3 separate regions of the Mus musculus genome follow, and all the other regions are linked to region 3. The links are chromatin contacts, called in public HiChIP or PLAC-seq maps. All regions are on one chromosome and are shown on one strand. The core of a region is the stretch at or near the end of the contact, and the rest is flanking DNA. Distances in the headings are between cores, read along the strand shown. Region 1 overlaps Npas3 (neuronal PAS domain protein 3). Region 2 overlaps Npas3 (neuronal PAS domain protein 3). Region 3 overlaps Npas3 (neuronal PAS domain protein 3).

Region 1 (4,869 bases), core at 2,366-4,865, 490 kb before region 3:
GGCCTCATGATCTGTGGATAGGCTGCACATAGGACAGAAGAACTCACACTTCACAGACTTCACACTCTTGCTAATGCTATGGATGAACTATAGCAAGAGTCATGCAAACACATGGGAAAATTCCTGGAGAACACAGCTTTGGAGTAGGGGATTTTGAGATATGCTTGAAAAGTTAACTTTAAAGAGATGTAATGCCAAACCACTATAATGTGAACCTGCAGTTAGGTAGGCAGCAGGGCTAGACTTTTCAAGGAGAGAGTTATCAGTGTGTCTGGTATGTGTAGCTACAGGGCTAAGTCACCCAAGAATGCATGTAGATAGAGAAGAAAGGCATTTTGGCACAATTTTAGAACCCTCCAGATTTGAAGATTTAAGAATGGGGACCTTAAGAAGACCCAACTTAAGAGGAAATAAGATAATAGATTCCTGGGTTCCAAAGGGTTTTTGTTGTTGTTTTGTTTTATTTTGTTTGGTTTTTTTTTGTAAGACAAGGTTTCTCTGTGAAGCTCTGGCAACCCTGGAACTCATTCTGTAGACCAAGCTGACCTTGAACTGAGAAATCTGCCTCCTGAGTGGTGTTATTAAACGTGTGTGCCACTGCTGCCTGGCCTGTGTGCCAACTTTAACAAAAAGGTCTCAGGTAGGATCTTAAAAAGGAGAATAATAAGAAAAGTACCCCAAATATATGGAACTTGTGTAGCAATGTGAAAATGACTCCTGTCTCTTCCAGTGAACATTCATTTGATAGTCAGATGTGAATAAGTAGACTCGTTCTAACTGCTTAAAGAGTGAACAGGATCTCAGTAGAATGAGTAGAGTGAAGAGCAAACAAACTGAGACACTTATGCACCTCATACATTTTGAAATAAATGTCTTTATCTTTAAAAATGTTAAGCTCTTTGTAAAATGTTAACTTGAGCGTACTTAATTCTCATGGGCAGGAAGGACACAAAGGTTTGCTTTGTTCATTTTAATTTAAAAACTTTTTTGAGAATTTCATATGTAAGTACTGTGTTTTCATAATTTCTACTTTTTCTTCCCCCAAAGCTCCTTCTATGGGACCCCACTTCCTCCCTCAAATTCATGACTGTATATCTAATGTGTATGTGTGTGTGTATATATATATATATATATGTATATATATATATATATGACTTTATAATACATGCATGATATTTAGTTACAGAGAATTTATATATTTTTTGAGAATTGAATTAAAATTCTAGAGAAGACTAATTCTTCCTTTCTCACCATCCATTAATTGCCTGGGACTTTACAACTAGTGCTAGGACCCCATGAGATCTCCTCCATCCAAGTTAGGATGTCTACTGGTGGTTTCGTTCTACGGGTCTTATTGAGGCCGCCACATTATTGAGATTTTATGGGTATAGCTTCCCTGTCATATATAGATGGTACTTTTCTAATGTTCTGGTTCTTACAACACATCCCCAACCCCTTTCTACAACATTTCCTGAGCCTTAGGTGTAGAAACTGAATGTAGGTGGATCAGCTAGAGTTGGTCTTCACATCCCCCACAGACAGAAAATGCCAGCCAATGAAATCAGTGGCCTGGGATTTGACCATGGTTTTCTTACCAGCTAGAAGAAAGTGGGAAATCTAACAGCATTCTCTATGTGTCTGTTTCTGATTGCTCTTTCCATGATATGTGGGTCTTCCTACATTATGCAATTGGAAGCATTTCGACAACTTACAGAAATAAAACATACTTTACTGAGCCAAAATCACGTGGCCAATGAAGGAAAAGTATATAAACAAAAGAAGGGTGATGGAGTTTTGAGGAAATCCAAAATGGATATTCTAAGGCTTTAAACTAAACTCTAAAATATAGTTCACAAGCATTTAACTAGCTCCCTCCTTGCTATAGGGGTTGTTAGGGGGCCAGTCCACTCAGTTTCAATGAACGCTATCAGCAGCTACTCTAGCCATCATTGCTAAGTGTGACTCCAGTTAGCAATTATAATTAAAAGGAACCTTAAAAAAGCAAGAGTAAAGCCAAAACAAACTGTAATGTGTTACCACTTACACAGAACATTTTTTAAAAATGAATTATTGATGTTTGTCTTTTACTGGGTTTGTGTCTCTAGTACTGAAGAAGTAAGAAGCCATACCACACTCTATTGTCTGTCGGATAATTGGTCCAGGTACAGTTTTTGTCTGGGTTTTGTCTAGGAAATTTCTTGAGAACCACTTCATTTGTAATCAGTGACTTCTACTGTTTCTAGACTAATATATAGAACTCTTTCATGAAAGATAAGCAACAAGCAAAGACCTTCCCTTGATCCTTCTAATGGGATCTGAAATGGTAGTTTTCTTGCTGGCCTTAAATATATTAAACCCCATCTTCAGAGTCTTTTGTGTTAGATTTTTTTTGGAAACATATTGTCTTATTTGGGGCTACTACTGCTGTGATGAAACATCATAACCAAAGCAACTTGGAGAGAAAGGGTTTATTTTACTCACAGTTTCTTGTAACCGTTTATCATCAAAGGAAGTAAGGACAGGAAAGCAGGAAAGGAAGCGGAAGGTTCCTGGTGCAGAGGCCACGAAGGGGTACTGTTTACTGGCTTGCTCAGCCTGTTTTCTTATACCACACAGGACCACCACCCCAGGGATAGCCCCCCAAAATGGACTGGTCCATTCCCTAACAAGCAATAATTAAGAAAATGCAACATAGGATTATTGCCTGCAGCCAGATCTTATGGAGGCGTTTTCTCAATTGAGGCTTCCTCCTCTCTGATGACTCCAGCTTGTGTCACATCGATGTAAAATTAATCAGCACACATATATTTTAATGTTTTTTCTCTTGGTTGTTTATTTTTGTCACAATCCTATAACACAGTAAAGCCATGCTACAAATGTGGTTTTCCTTTGTGACAGCATTTCTTGTTCCTTTATCAGCTAGATTTAGTTAAAGCTGTGTCATAACAAGCAGAGAAACTAGAATCTATTTTAGAAGTTTCCCAGTTTGCATGTCACCTGTCCTCCTCTAATAGTGTGCTTTGTCCACAGGTCCTTCAGTTGGACTTGTGTGAGCTTTGACAGTTAAGGGATGCGTAAGAGGCCGGTGCTAATTATATTAATCCACGACTTCAAAGTAGAAGACAGACTCAGACTCATTTACTCTTTTTCCCAATGTGAAATATGTAAGTCCTGTTCTTGTATGTCGTAGGAGAATGGCCCAATCGCAGTTGCCTCTGAGACACAGTGAATCTGAAGCCATCCATTTGCTTGAATATATTACCGTCCATAAAAAGCTTGTTCACAATTAAAAGACAGACTTTCTCCTTATTTCCATCTTTTGGATTGTCATTGTTTGCTCCGTTATAAAGTGGCTTGTTGACACCAAATATTTTAATAATTTGATTCCAGGGCTTTGTGCCTATGCCTTTGAGGAGCGGGTACAGTAATTAAACTGTCTTTTAGCTGAAACGCTTGCAGAGCGTCCAGTTCTGTGCCTGGCAGCTGGTGATGCATTATAGAGACATTGAGCTAATCGATTAAAACCGCAGAGGCATGGGAGTTGTCTGACAGCACTGTACTAGGATGAAATTAGTTGGAATTGCATGGTGAAATTAAGGGGAATGCAGCTGATTGCAGCCCTTCTGGGAGAATCCTGGGTGAGAGGGACACTGTGCGTTGATCCCTGCGTAATTAGGACAGCCATGTTTTAACAGTATTTCTAAAGTATTAAAATGGACTGGATAAATCAGCGGGGCTGCTTCCAGTGAACTTGGCATCCATCCACTGTGACTGAAATAACATGAAATTTTTCGGCTGCTAGAGAATGTGAAATTGGACTAATTGTCTTTTAACTAGTCTGCTCGACTGCTAGCCTGGAGCAGAGCTGAGTAGGGTATCGGATGGTAGGCCTACAGCTGGGATGTGGGAAACTAAATTTGAGATGATTATCTTGGCCCATCTGAATAGATGTTCCATACCAAATCAGGTGTTACCTACCATCACATATGTAACAGCTCGGACTTACACTGTCCTTCTGGAGGGATCCCTTCCTAAATATTTGAAGATCCCTTTGAAGATGCATTGCATTGAAGATTGTGGAGGTCTAGCTTCCTTCACTTCCCTTATAATTGTGGCTCCTTTCTGGGGGAAAAAAAAAAGATAAAAGGGTTTAGACCCTTCTGCATTTGCCTCTATCCTGTGCTCTCTTCTGAAGAGGGGTACTTCGACTGCACAAAAATGGGATATTGGTGCTAATTGCTGATTCATGTCAGACAAATCCTTGTTACATAAGCACTGAGCGCTGTGACTCGCCCCATATTCAGGATTTACAGGTGATCAAGGAGAAATTTGGAGAGTTAAATGTCATGGTGGTGATGAAAAAGTGACTGGGAGTCAGGATTAATATTCTGCTGTTCTTCATTATGGTAAGGTCTCTAGCTCTCTCTAGGCAGTATTATTTGGCTTTGGTTTTACTTTTTGATGTATATGTAAGTAAAAGTAGGATATCTGAGGCGCAGGCCTTAGAAGCTATCTCAGAGTGCTGGAGTGTTCCTTCTTGGGTTTTTTTGTTTGTTTGTTTGATTTTGGTTTTTCGAGACAGGGTTTCTCTGTGTAGCCGTGGCTGTCCTGGAATTCACTCTGTAGACCAGGCTGGCCTCGAACTCAGAAATCTGCCTGCCTCTGCTTCCCAAGTGCTGGGATTAAAGGCGTGAGTCACCACTGCCCAGCTCATGGAGTGTTCCTTCTTCTGTTAATCGAGTTGAGGTCACCCAAGCTCACTGAAGTGTACTCTGGCACTACCAATGTATTTGTAGAAGCCAAATCATACACACTAACACAAACTACACTTCAAGAATTCACAGGAGGGATAGGAATCATCTGAGTGCA
Region 2 (4,777 bases), core at 2,052-4,551, 430 kb before region 3:
TGGGATTTTAACAAAGCCTGTATACTCATAACAAAACTGATCATGCTGTCATACTTTGTATTTCCTGCGAGCAAAGTACCTTGTAGCCCCAAGGCAGGGGAGGGAATAGCAGCACCTCTCCTTAGCACTGGAAAGGGGTTGAGAAACCTCTGGAATAGGCTGAAATTACTAGGACACTTCCCCACTCAATGTCTCCTTCCACCTGACAGTGATGCCTCCTAGGGCTCCCAGGAGCATAGCTGGCATTGGATTGTCCTGTATCCCATCCTAACTCTACTATGGAGGAGAATGGAGGTAAGATACCCTCATTACCCTGAAAGAATTCCATGTTCAAAACTGATCTTTGCCTCTGCATTATCAGAATTCCTACCCTGTGGGCAAAGCTCCATTCCCTGAGGGATTAAAGGAAAAGCAAGCTGATGACATCAGTTCATGCTGCTGTGCTTCGAGCTAGGAAGGCTTTCCATCTCCCCCAACCCCCACACACTTTCTAACAAGTATGTTTGCTAAATCAGACACATTTTGAATGAGTTATTCAGTTTTTTTCCCTCTGACACAGTAAAAGGCAAACGTAAAAAAACATACAAACATTTCTTAGATGCATTTGGGAAGGATACCTATTGGCATTTGGGGCTGTAAGCATGAACCCCCTCAAAAAGGGAAATTGCAAGTAAGGTCCAGAGTATAGGCTAGAAGGAACAGTCTGGAATATGTGTGAAGAGCTCAGAACTGGGCAAGATGTCTTCCAACTATTCCTGCTGCCTGGGTGGAAGGGTGGCTCGCTTGATGCTAGCATGGCAGGGTGTGTGCATGAGCTGAAATCAGATTGACAGGTAGTCTGAGCCAAGAGAATAGACTAACGGCAACCCCGGAAGGCTAGACAGGAGGAGTCCGTCCTCCTGGGAGATGCCCGATTTTCAAGAGTTCTTCTACAGCAGGAGAGAAGTGGACAGGCAATCTGCAACTGGGAGTAGCACATTGCCCATTCTTTGCATGCGTGAATTCCCACACCAGCGCAGTTAGTAAGCACTTTGGAGGGGAGAAATGCAAGGCTTAGCAGGAAGCAGTGAGTTGCCTAAAGCCTCAGCCAGTAAAGAGCTGCAATCTCAATTGGCCCTGCTTCTTCTAGAATTTACACTCTTCTCCCCTGCAGGGTGGGGCCCTTCAGCGTGGGCAGGACTGAGGCATGGGGCATAGGCCTGGGTCAGTTCTCAGTCAAGCCTTATCTGCAGATGGATACACTGCTTTAAGCCCTACATTGATAGAGAAGCTATTGATGCCAGTTTTCATGAACATAACAGCAGGATTGAGCAGACCTTCTGAGGAGAGAGGGCTAGTAATGGAATACCTCATTTGGAAACTATTAACACAAATGACTTATGTTTAGCCAAATTTAGGTCATTTAGAAACAGAGTTGAGCTATATTTTTGAAAAATGTATCTTGTTTTGTATGTTTTCTGAAGGGTAAAATATAGCCGAATTCTTTTGCACACACACCCATGTTCAAATAGTAGCTCACTGTTCCCACTCATTCCCAGGCCCAGCGGCCCCGGGCCCAGGCTGCACTGTCTCTTTCTGTCTGTGCAGTTGCAAAGTTGGCATTGCTCATACCATTTTTTTAGTGCTTTATCTGTCTTGAAATACACATTTTTTTTGTTCACCCAGTGAGTATTCAGAATTCCAACATAAAATATTTTTAATTATTATTTTATATATTGGGTATTCCATGCAAATCTGTGCACTTGTGCAGGCCACAGCTTCCATTCAGAGGCCATAGAAAATCAGGGGCCGCTTCTGCCTTCCTGCCATATGGGTTATAGGGACAAGATGCAGGTGGTAGGCACCTTTACCAGCTAGACTGTCTCACTGGCCCCAGAACCCTGATTTTGTTAGGTGTCACTGAAGGGGCATCACCTAGACTCAGGCCCTGCTGCCTGCCAGCCTGAGGTCCCACCTGCATATGCCACAGCTGGTGGAGCTCTCTCACACCTCTCATGACCCATGAGCACCTCCAACCAAGACTGAATCCTGGAGGACAGAGAAAGCAGAGTATGTGCGAGTGTTCTCAGGAGATTTTTGTTCAAGGTCGGAAACTCGTTTTCAGCAAAATGACTTCTGGAGCTGTCTGTCACTCTTTCCGTATCAGGCCAGCCATTGTCTGTGCTGTGGATTAGGAAGAATCTGCTTTCATGTGCTGTGGGACTTCCTCCTCTTTCCTCAACATTTCCCTCCACTTCTTACTTCCTGTCCCCTGTGGCATCATTAACCCCCCCACCCCAGTGGTGAGTTCAAATCCAGGGCCTCTTGAGTATTAGCCACATGCTCAAGCACCTAGCCATGTTCTTAGACCACTGATAGAGAGTTTACTCAAAGATAGCTCTATTTTCTACCTTATTCAAATTGCCCAAACCACAAATTTATTCAGACATGAAAATAGGAAGATGGGATCCCAAGTTCAGACTGGCCTGCTAAGACCGCAGTTATTATCATCAACTGCTTCCCATGGTAAAATGGTTATATTTAGGAGTAACTTGAATATACTTGGCTTTCCATATCCTCATGCTCTTTGTCCATGAATTCTCCAAGATGCAAAACAAACAAACAAACAAACAAAAAACATTTGATGTACATTTATGACAGTCAACAACATGTAATCTCATTTTTTTTGTCATTCTGTAAAAAATGCGGTATAGCAATTGTTTACCTAGTATTTAAATTTTTGAGTTATTGTTAGTAGCTTAGGATTTAAAGCGTACAGGAGTATGTGTAAAAATTGGGTGTCAGTACTACCTACGTTACATAAGAGCATCTTTTCATGTTTGTAGCTAAGCGGTCCGTGGATGATCTGATGATCCTTCTTCTATTCCCTGGTCTGCCTGCATCTGCAGCCAGACCCAGTAAGGACACAGCATCATTGACAAACCCACTGACTGACTGACAAATCCTCCAGCAGTCACCACCATACCAACCACTGGGGCTTTTGTTTATTTTTGGATGTCTCTCATAATCAAATTCTAAGTGGTGATTTTTCATCATTAAAGAGGTTTGCAAACATCATTATAATTATTTTTGCCCATAAACTAATTTTTTTTTGGTTTGTTTGAAAACTGTTCTGATTGAAGACATTTCCTTTTTCCATCATTGGCCAGTCAACTTTGTTAGTATTTAAAGCCAAATCGCTTTCTATGGTATGAGTCACTTGCTATTAGACTCCTTTTTAGTGCAATGGAGTTTGTCCTTCCCTCTCACAGATGGGAATATGAGCTTGCTGTGTTGGCTCCTGCACAAAGGGAGTGAGGATGCTGGTGGTGTAACTGGCGGGAACAACTTTCTAGCCTTTTGTATGGCGCTGGAGAGGAGGGATTGAAGGATGTGCTTTGTTGCAGCAAGAGGCATTTACCCTTTTGGAAGGAAAGTCTCGCAGCCCGGGTCCTTTGCCACATGACTGCCCGTAGGAGAGCACGAAGCCAGTGTTTACTGCTGTTTCTTGGGTGTTAAACAGCCCTCTGCTGCTTTTTATTGTACCATTAATTGCGCTTAATGCAGCTGCGTTTCTCATACGCTTGGCTAGGCTCTGAAAATTAAGTAGAAGGCACTTTGTTATAAAATTCACTGTAATGAGCTCTGGTGGGCCAGGGTCTGTTAAGTTTGAAATCACCTCAGGCCATTTCTAAAGGACTTCTTCAAATATTTCACGTCTATAAAAGTTTGTTACTAGATAAATAGCCATGGTGGGTGTTAGACCAGGCAGAGAAAGAGTCACATTTCTCCTCCGTGCCTCTTTGGGTAAAATATGGATGTCTTGAATATTTGAGAAGAGTGTTTGTCTTCTCCAGTCCTCTCTGCCTCAAGTATTTGCTGTCTTCCAACTGAGGCTGTCAGTCCACAAACTCAGGTTTCAGCATGTCACACCCTAGCTACATACAGAGAGATGCAGCTGTTTCACTTTCCTTTTGTATTTAATTCATACACAGAACTAGGATAAATATAGGACCACCCTCTGGGTCTACATAAATTGGTCCGAGACAGGGTCACACCTCTAAGCACAAAAGCACTGAAGAGACAGCTGTAACCATTAGCCAATTAGTTTCATGTTTCCACTACCAGCCAAGACCTGCAACAGATTCGTGGTACCTGGTTAGAAGATTCTTTTAAGAGTAGCGATTCCCCCCCCCAGCATCCCCGGCCTAAGAGACTGGCTGCTGTAATGCTTTGTGGCTAATAAAATTTCAGATGGCCTAATTTACCGGGTAGCTTTACCAAAACATCCAAGTAATGCCTACATACTCATTAGGGACAGGCCCAGGACCGGGTCCCTCGGGACTGATTTGCAAACGCTCTCTGGGATCAGCTTCACCGAGCTTCAGATGCTCCGCTGGCACCAATCAGGTGGGGGATCCTCGATGGGTTTAGTGCAGCAATTTATCTGAGTTTTGTAGTTAAAGTTTGAGCATGAGGTAATTAGAGCCCTCCATGCTTGAAATTCATGAACCTTATTCCCCCTTTAATAGACTCCATGCTAGCTCGCCGAGCTCTGTTTGACTGACATATATGGAGACTTGTTTTAAAAAAGCTCCTGGTCAAAATGTACTTAAAAAAAATCACCTTTACACATTAAAATATAATAACAAAAATTAATTCACCATCACTTTTTTAAATTAATTTTTTAATTTTTAGCTTTAAGATGTGTATATGGAGTTCTTTAGCTGATCTTCCTATTCCTAGTAAAAGTATTTACATACATGTCTCTGCACTGGGTGGGGTGATTTAGTCAAGC
Region 3 (4,587 bases), core at 526-3,025:
TGAAATATACAAATGCATCCCACTTGGTACAATAAACATTAACATCATTATAAAGTAAGATTGAGTTTGAAATTGTGTGATGGAATGTCTGATGTTTACCTAATTCTCAGACCAAAGCCAGCCCAGTAACAAAATGACAGAGCATGTAATAAGCCTTGGTTGTGTAAACACTGGAAGGAAAGGCAAGAAGCCAGCACAGCATCTTCCTTGTCCAAAGCCCTAGGCTATTACTGAAGGAGGCCTCAACTGTGCCTTCCTGGCAGGAGAAGGTCACAGTGACATAGACTCAGTTCAAGAATAAGATAGAATTCTAAAACAAAGGGGTGGTTAAAAAATAAACCACATTAACTATTTAGCTTTTCTTCCTAGAGCTATTGGCACAGTTCCTGGATCTGTCTGTGAAAGGTGGGTTTCAGACATCTGATCATACTTCAGATATTCTGATATCTGTCTTGTGCTCTGAGTCACAGATAAGACTTAAAGAAGAGGGGGCTCAGATGTCTTTGAGGACTAGAAATCCTGCCTTTATCATTGGCATCTCTTCTCAGCATAGGTGCCTGTAAATCCATAAATGAACGTGTCCCTAGAATCAGAAAAGTAAAGAGAGATCTTCCGCTGCACCAGGATCTCATGACTCTGAAAGGACACGGAGAACACAAGGCCACCTGCCTCCCACTGGGCCGGTTCAAGGTACCTGGTGTTAGCTAGATAGATCTCCACCTACAGTGTCACATTGTTAGCAAGGCTTGGTGACTTGCATCTGACATCCCTGTGGAGAGGCTGAGGCAGGAGGATTACCAGGAGTGCACGTTTAGTCTCCCTAGTGACCATGGCTTGAAAGTCAAGGGAGTTTCAAGTCTGTTTATTTCCCACTGTGACAAAAGACCTCTGTGACTTCTTTTCATTAAGCCCAGTTTCGTTGGTTCTTCAGGTCAAATTGGCTAAATCACCATTTCAGGGTTTGAATTTTAAACTGCATATGGCAGTGATTATTTGGGGACCTTTCTCTCTGCACTGCCCTCTCGTCTTCCATTGCTCAGGAGACCGTAACCTGGAGATGACCATTCATGTCCCCTAGATCACCTGTTCCAGCTACCTAAGAGCACCTGGGTCACCCTTGAATTATACGATGTTTCAGCACACAGCACTCTGTCTGCCTATAACCTAAAGCATGGACGGCTAAGCCACATGCAGGCATATGCTTGGCATTTGTCTTTATTGCTACTGATGAAGCCTTCGCCTAGAGTCTGAGCTGTTTTCTTGATCCAGCCCCTAGGGTTCTTCCTAGGTCAGATCAACAACTCTCTAAAACCTTACGGAGAGACAAGAGACTTGTCTTTCTTTCACCTGGTGACATCGTGTTCCACCGGCAACACTCAATGACTCTGCAGTGGGATTCAAAGAAAGAAAGCGTGAGCTACAGACAGTGGCTGCTTCCCCTCCAGGATGACAAAACCTCCAAATGCCTTTCCAGAGAAACAAAAGGCCTGCCCTGTTGCCTACAGGACCAAGTGGAAATAAAACGGGTGGCTGACCCACTATACTTAAGGGCGAGTGTTCAAGCAACACACGGTAGCCATACTGCTTGCTTCTTAATACATTTTTTAGCAACGTGACTATACAGCTACCTGGCATAATGCATTCCATGCTGTTTTGCATCAATAACCCCTACACTTCCCTCCTGAAGGCGTCTCATCGCCAAATGCAAGCAGACTGCTTAATGCAGGACTAATTAGTATATCCCCTTCCAGTCTGCAGGCCCTCCATTGTAATTCCTTCCCAGCTCATTTTTTTCTACAACTGAACATCAATCAAAGTAAGTGCCCTGCCTGCCTAGGCAACACAAGATGTCCTCCATGCATTTGTCATCTGCCACACAAACAAAGGGGGAATTTAATTGTTGATTTGGGTATGCAGCCATAGCTCACAGGAAAGGGAGAGGCAAGTGAGGGAAGACAGGAAGGAATAAAGTTTGATGGGTGGGCCAACGACAGATTGCACTAGGGGATCTCCACTGTTCACTCATCTCAGTGCTTCCTCTGGGTTGGGTCTTCAGGGATTTTGCTACAACCTGGCCATTGCCTGGACTTTTTCCCAAAGTGAGTGATTTTTTTTTCTCTTCTCCCTTATGAATATGAAAATTCCCATGGAAGAAAACACAGTGAATAGCTACCACAGCTGCCTTTCTCCCGAAAGCCAAGTGGATCTACATTGTCTGTTCCTTAGCCGCAGACACTGCCACAGGCCGGCAAGAAAGCACCGGGTTTCTAGGCAGGAATGAATTAGGGTTAGTAGTTTGTATCTTTCTTCTTGAGGCAAGTGTTGATTTTGGGCTTTTCAAGTCCATGGCAGGCAAGTACATAGAGCAAAGCCAGCAAGTGGGACTGCTCACCAGTCGAGTGCTTGTCTCGGGTGTCAGCCTGTTCATGAGCAGTGTGGACATGTGCAAAGAGCTTGCACACATGTACTGCTTCAGGCCCATGCCAAATATACTGAATCAGAGCCCAGGGTTTGTAAGTCCACGATCGCTTGCCAACTCCCTTCAGTGTGAAGACTGAGCAATGCTGACCAGGCTGGCATTTAGGAGTCAACACAAACCAACTAATCAGCTCAAGTTCCTTTTCCTCTAGAGTTGGAGTGATTTCGTTGATGATAGTGGCACGTAAGCACACTGATTGAAGGTATCTCAATCAATGTTCAAATGAAACGAGTGTATAATTATCTGATAAACTTGACTTTTTAAAAATGATATAAACTAGAACCGGAGAGATGGCTCGGTGGAAATAAATAAATAAATAAATAAATAAATAAATTTGCTCCTTTTGCAGAGGACCTGGGATTAGTTCCCAGCACCCAGGGTGGCTAAAACCTATCTGCAACTCCAGTTTCAGGGACCTGTGCAGGCAGCCCGTGTCCATGGTATACTCGCATGCACACACACTATATTAAAAGTAACGATGTCTAGCTTAGGAAGGAAAAGGAAATCTTTGATGTTTCTCCCCAGGGTAATATTTTCCTATGAATACTTTATTACATGTGTGAATAAGAGTAGGGATATTTTCCCTGTTCTCCTTCATGTAACATTTCTGACTACTTTTACCATATACGACACCTTGTGGTATTACTAGGAGATTTAAAAATAAGGCATCCAAGCTTACATACTGGTGGGGAAGATAGCGTGAGACAGCCAACTCTGAATATATAACATACAATGAAGACTATTAAGATGTATGAATGAAATACAGAGATCCCAGAAGCGGGGACATCCAAAGGGAAGCTGGAAAAGAAGCCCCAGAGGCCGCAGACAAGGCACACTTCCTAGCCCTAGAAAGAGGATAGATGGTAAGAAGCCAAGATGGCAGGAGATACAGGGAGTATCAAGGGCATTCCAGGAGTAGAGAAGTGTGGAGAAGCATGGAATACAAAATCGCTTTCCCCAGAGAGCAAGCTACAACTTTGATTTGACTGATAAATTCAACTCTCCAGTGGACTGTCGTCCCTGGTTGCCAGTTCAGGTAGTAGCTACTTTTGTTATGTGTTTTTTAATACAACATCAAAAATAGTCCTTTTAAAAACAGCTCTTATAAAACATGATCCAAAAAAATAAAATCAATACTTCTAAATCATCTATTCCACCTAAGTCAACTAAACTAAATAGAATCAACCCCATCACTTTTCTATTATGCCATCTGTTCTTGATCTTTTGTGACTTATCTTTATAGTTTCCCTTTAAAAATTCAGTCTGCATATTAGAAAAGGTCCTTTAAGATGTTTCTAGGTTCAGCTGAGTAGCATAGAATTTACTTCATGGGTGTGGTTAGTATACAAGAGTTTGCCTGCAATTGTGAGGTTGACTAACCGTTCCCAGTCAATGCCCATATCCTGTCTGGCTTCACGGAGTTTTGTGTGGGGCATATCAACTAAACCATACCTTGTTACATGTGGGTCCACTGAGGAGAGACACGTCCATTTCATCCCTTCTACCTCCTTTACTCCCCTTTAGTCTCTCAGCCTCTATTCTAACTTCTTAAAGACTTCACTCAGCCTACGTCAGACTCCTTGCCCCATAGCCAATGTACCATGCCAGTTTCCATATACTTGTCAACATTATAAACTGATAAGCGGAAGTGAGACTCCACCCTCCAGTCAAAGGCAACTGGAGAGAAATCCTGGTTGAAGAACGAAGAAAACATTTCAATCAGTTTTCACACTGGAGAGTCCTCCAGGAGCTCAACTGCCCAGTGTTAGGGGCGGGGATTAATGAGCACTAATTGACACTGTCCTCCAGTGAGCAGGCCCATGGACTGACTTTGTTTACCATAATCTCCTACCACAGTAGGCACTCAAAAAAAATCTTCCTAGGTGACTGAAGAAACCTACCATTTCCCTCGTTCCGAGCCAGAATCCTTCCTTGGTGCCACGCTAGAGAGTTCAGTACTTCTCCTTTATATAACAAATCTTTTCAAAAAGAAAGGTATAGAGGCCAGAAAAACACCAGCTCTCGCTATTTTATGTTGGAAGGGGCAGGAATGAGTAGTACTAAAACTCCCTGGTTGGATTAAAAATAGCTTGAAAAAACTCTGAGGA

Evidence for each region. HiChIP or PLAC-seq counts read pairs in DNA pulled down with a chosen protein or histone mark.
Region 1: an H3K4me3 HiChIP or PLAC-seq map of embryonic basal ganglia shows a contact between it and region 3, with 2.5 times the contacts expected there. The contact joins two enhancer-like sites. A contact is called at or near these places in 1 of 15 datasets of contacts at CTCF or cohesin (the NIH/3T3 cell line), 5 of 115 datasets of contacts at active chromatin or transcription factors (embryonic basal ganglia, embryonic stem cells, forebrain and 1 more) and 1 of 9 other capture datasets (embryonic stem cells).
Region 2: an H3K4me3 HiChIP or PLAC-seq map of embryonic basal ganglia shows a contact between it and region 3, with 2.6 times the contacts expected there. The contact joins two enhancer-like sites. A contact is called at or near these places in 3 of 484 Hi-C or Micro-C datasets (embryonic limb bud, ganglionic eminence and nephron progenitors), 5 of 115 datasets of contacts at active chromatin or transcription factors (embryonic basal ganglia, embryonic forebrain, embryonic limb bud and 2 more) and 1 of 9 other capture datasets (embryonic stem cells).

Annotation. Positions count from the first base shown.
Region 1 is chr12:53,563,361-53,568,229 of GRCm38.p6, forward strand. All of the region lies in intron 3 of Npas3 (neuronal PAS domain protein 3), which reads left to right. Among named protein-coding and RNA genes, the nearest start is that of 1700030L22Rik, 250 kb to the left of the region's middle. Within about 2 kb of position 3,616, at least 8 of the 459 cell types and tissues checked have an H3K27ac peak or open chromatin away from gene starts, as enhancers often do. A contact at or near this core is called in embryonic basal ganglia, where this site is marked.
Region 2 is chr12:53,620,575-53,625,351 of GRCm38.p6, forward strand. All of the region lies in intron 3 of Npas3 (neuronal PAS domain protein 3), which reads left to right. Among named protein-coding and RNA genes, the nearest start is that of Gm35614, 210 kb to the right of the region's middle. Within about 2 kb of position 3,302, at least 25 of the 459 cell types and tissues checked have an H3K27ac peak or open chromatin away from gene starts, as enhancers often do. A contact at or near this core is called in embryonic basal ganglia and stem cell-derived neural progenitor cells, where this site is marked.
Region 3 is chr12:54,051,321-54,055,907 of GRCm38.p6, forward strand. The region is part of intron 9 of Npas3 (neuronal PAS domain protein 3); the gene reads left to right. Among named protein-coding and RNA genes, the nearest start is that of Gm35818, 88 kb to the right of the region's middle. Within about 2 kb of position 1,776, at least 11 of the 459 cell types and tissues checked have an H3K27ac peak or open chromatin away from gene starts, as enhancers often do. A contact at or near this core is called in embryonic basal ganglia and stem cell-derived neural progenitor cells, where this site is marked.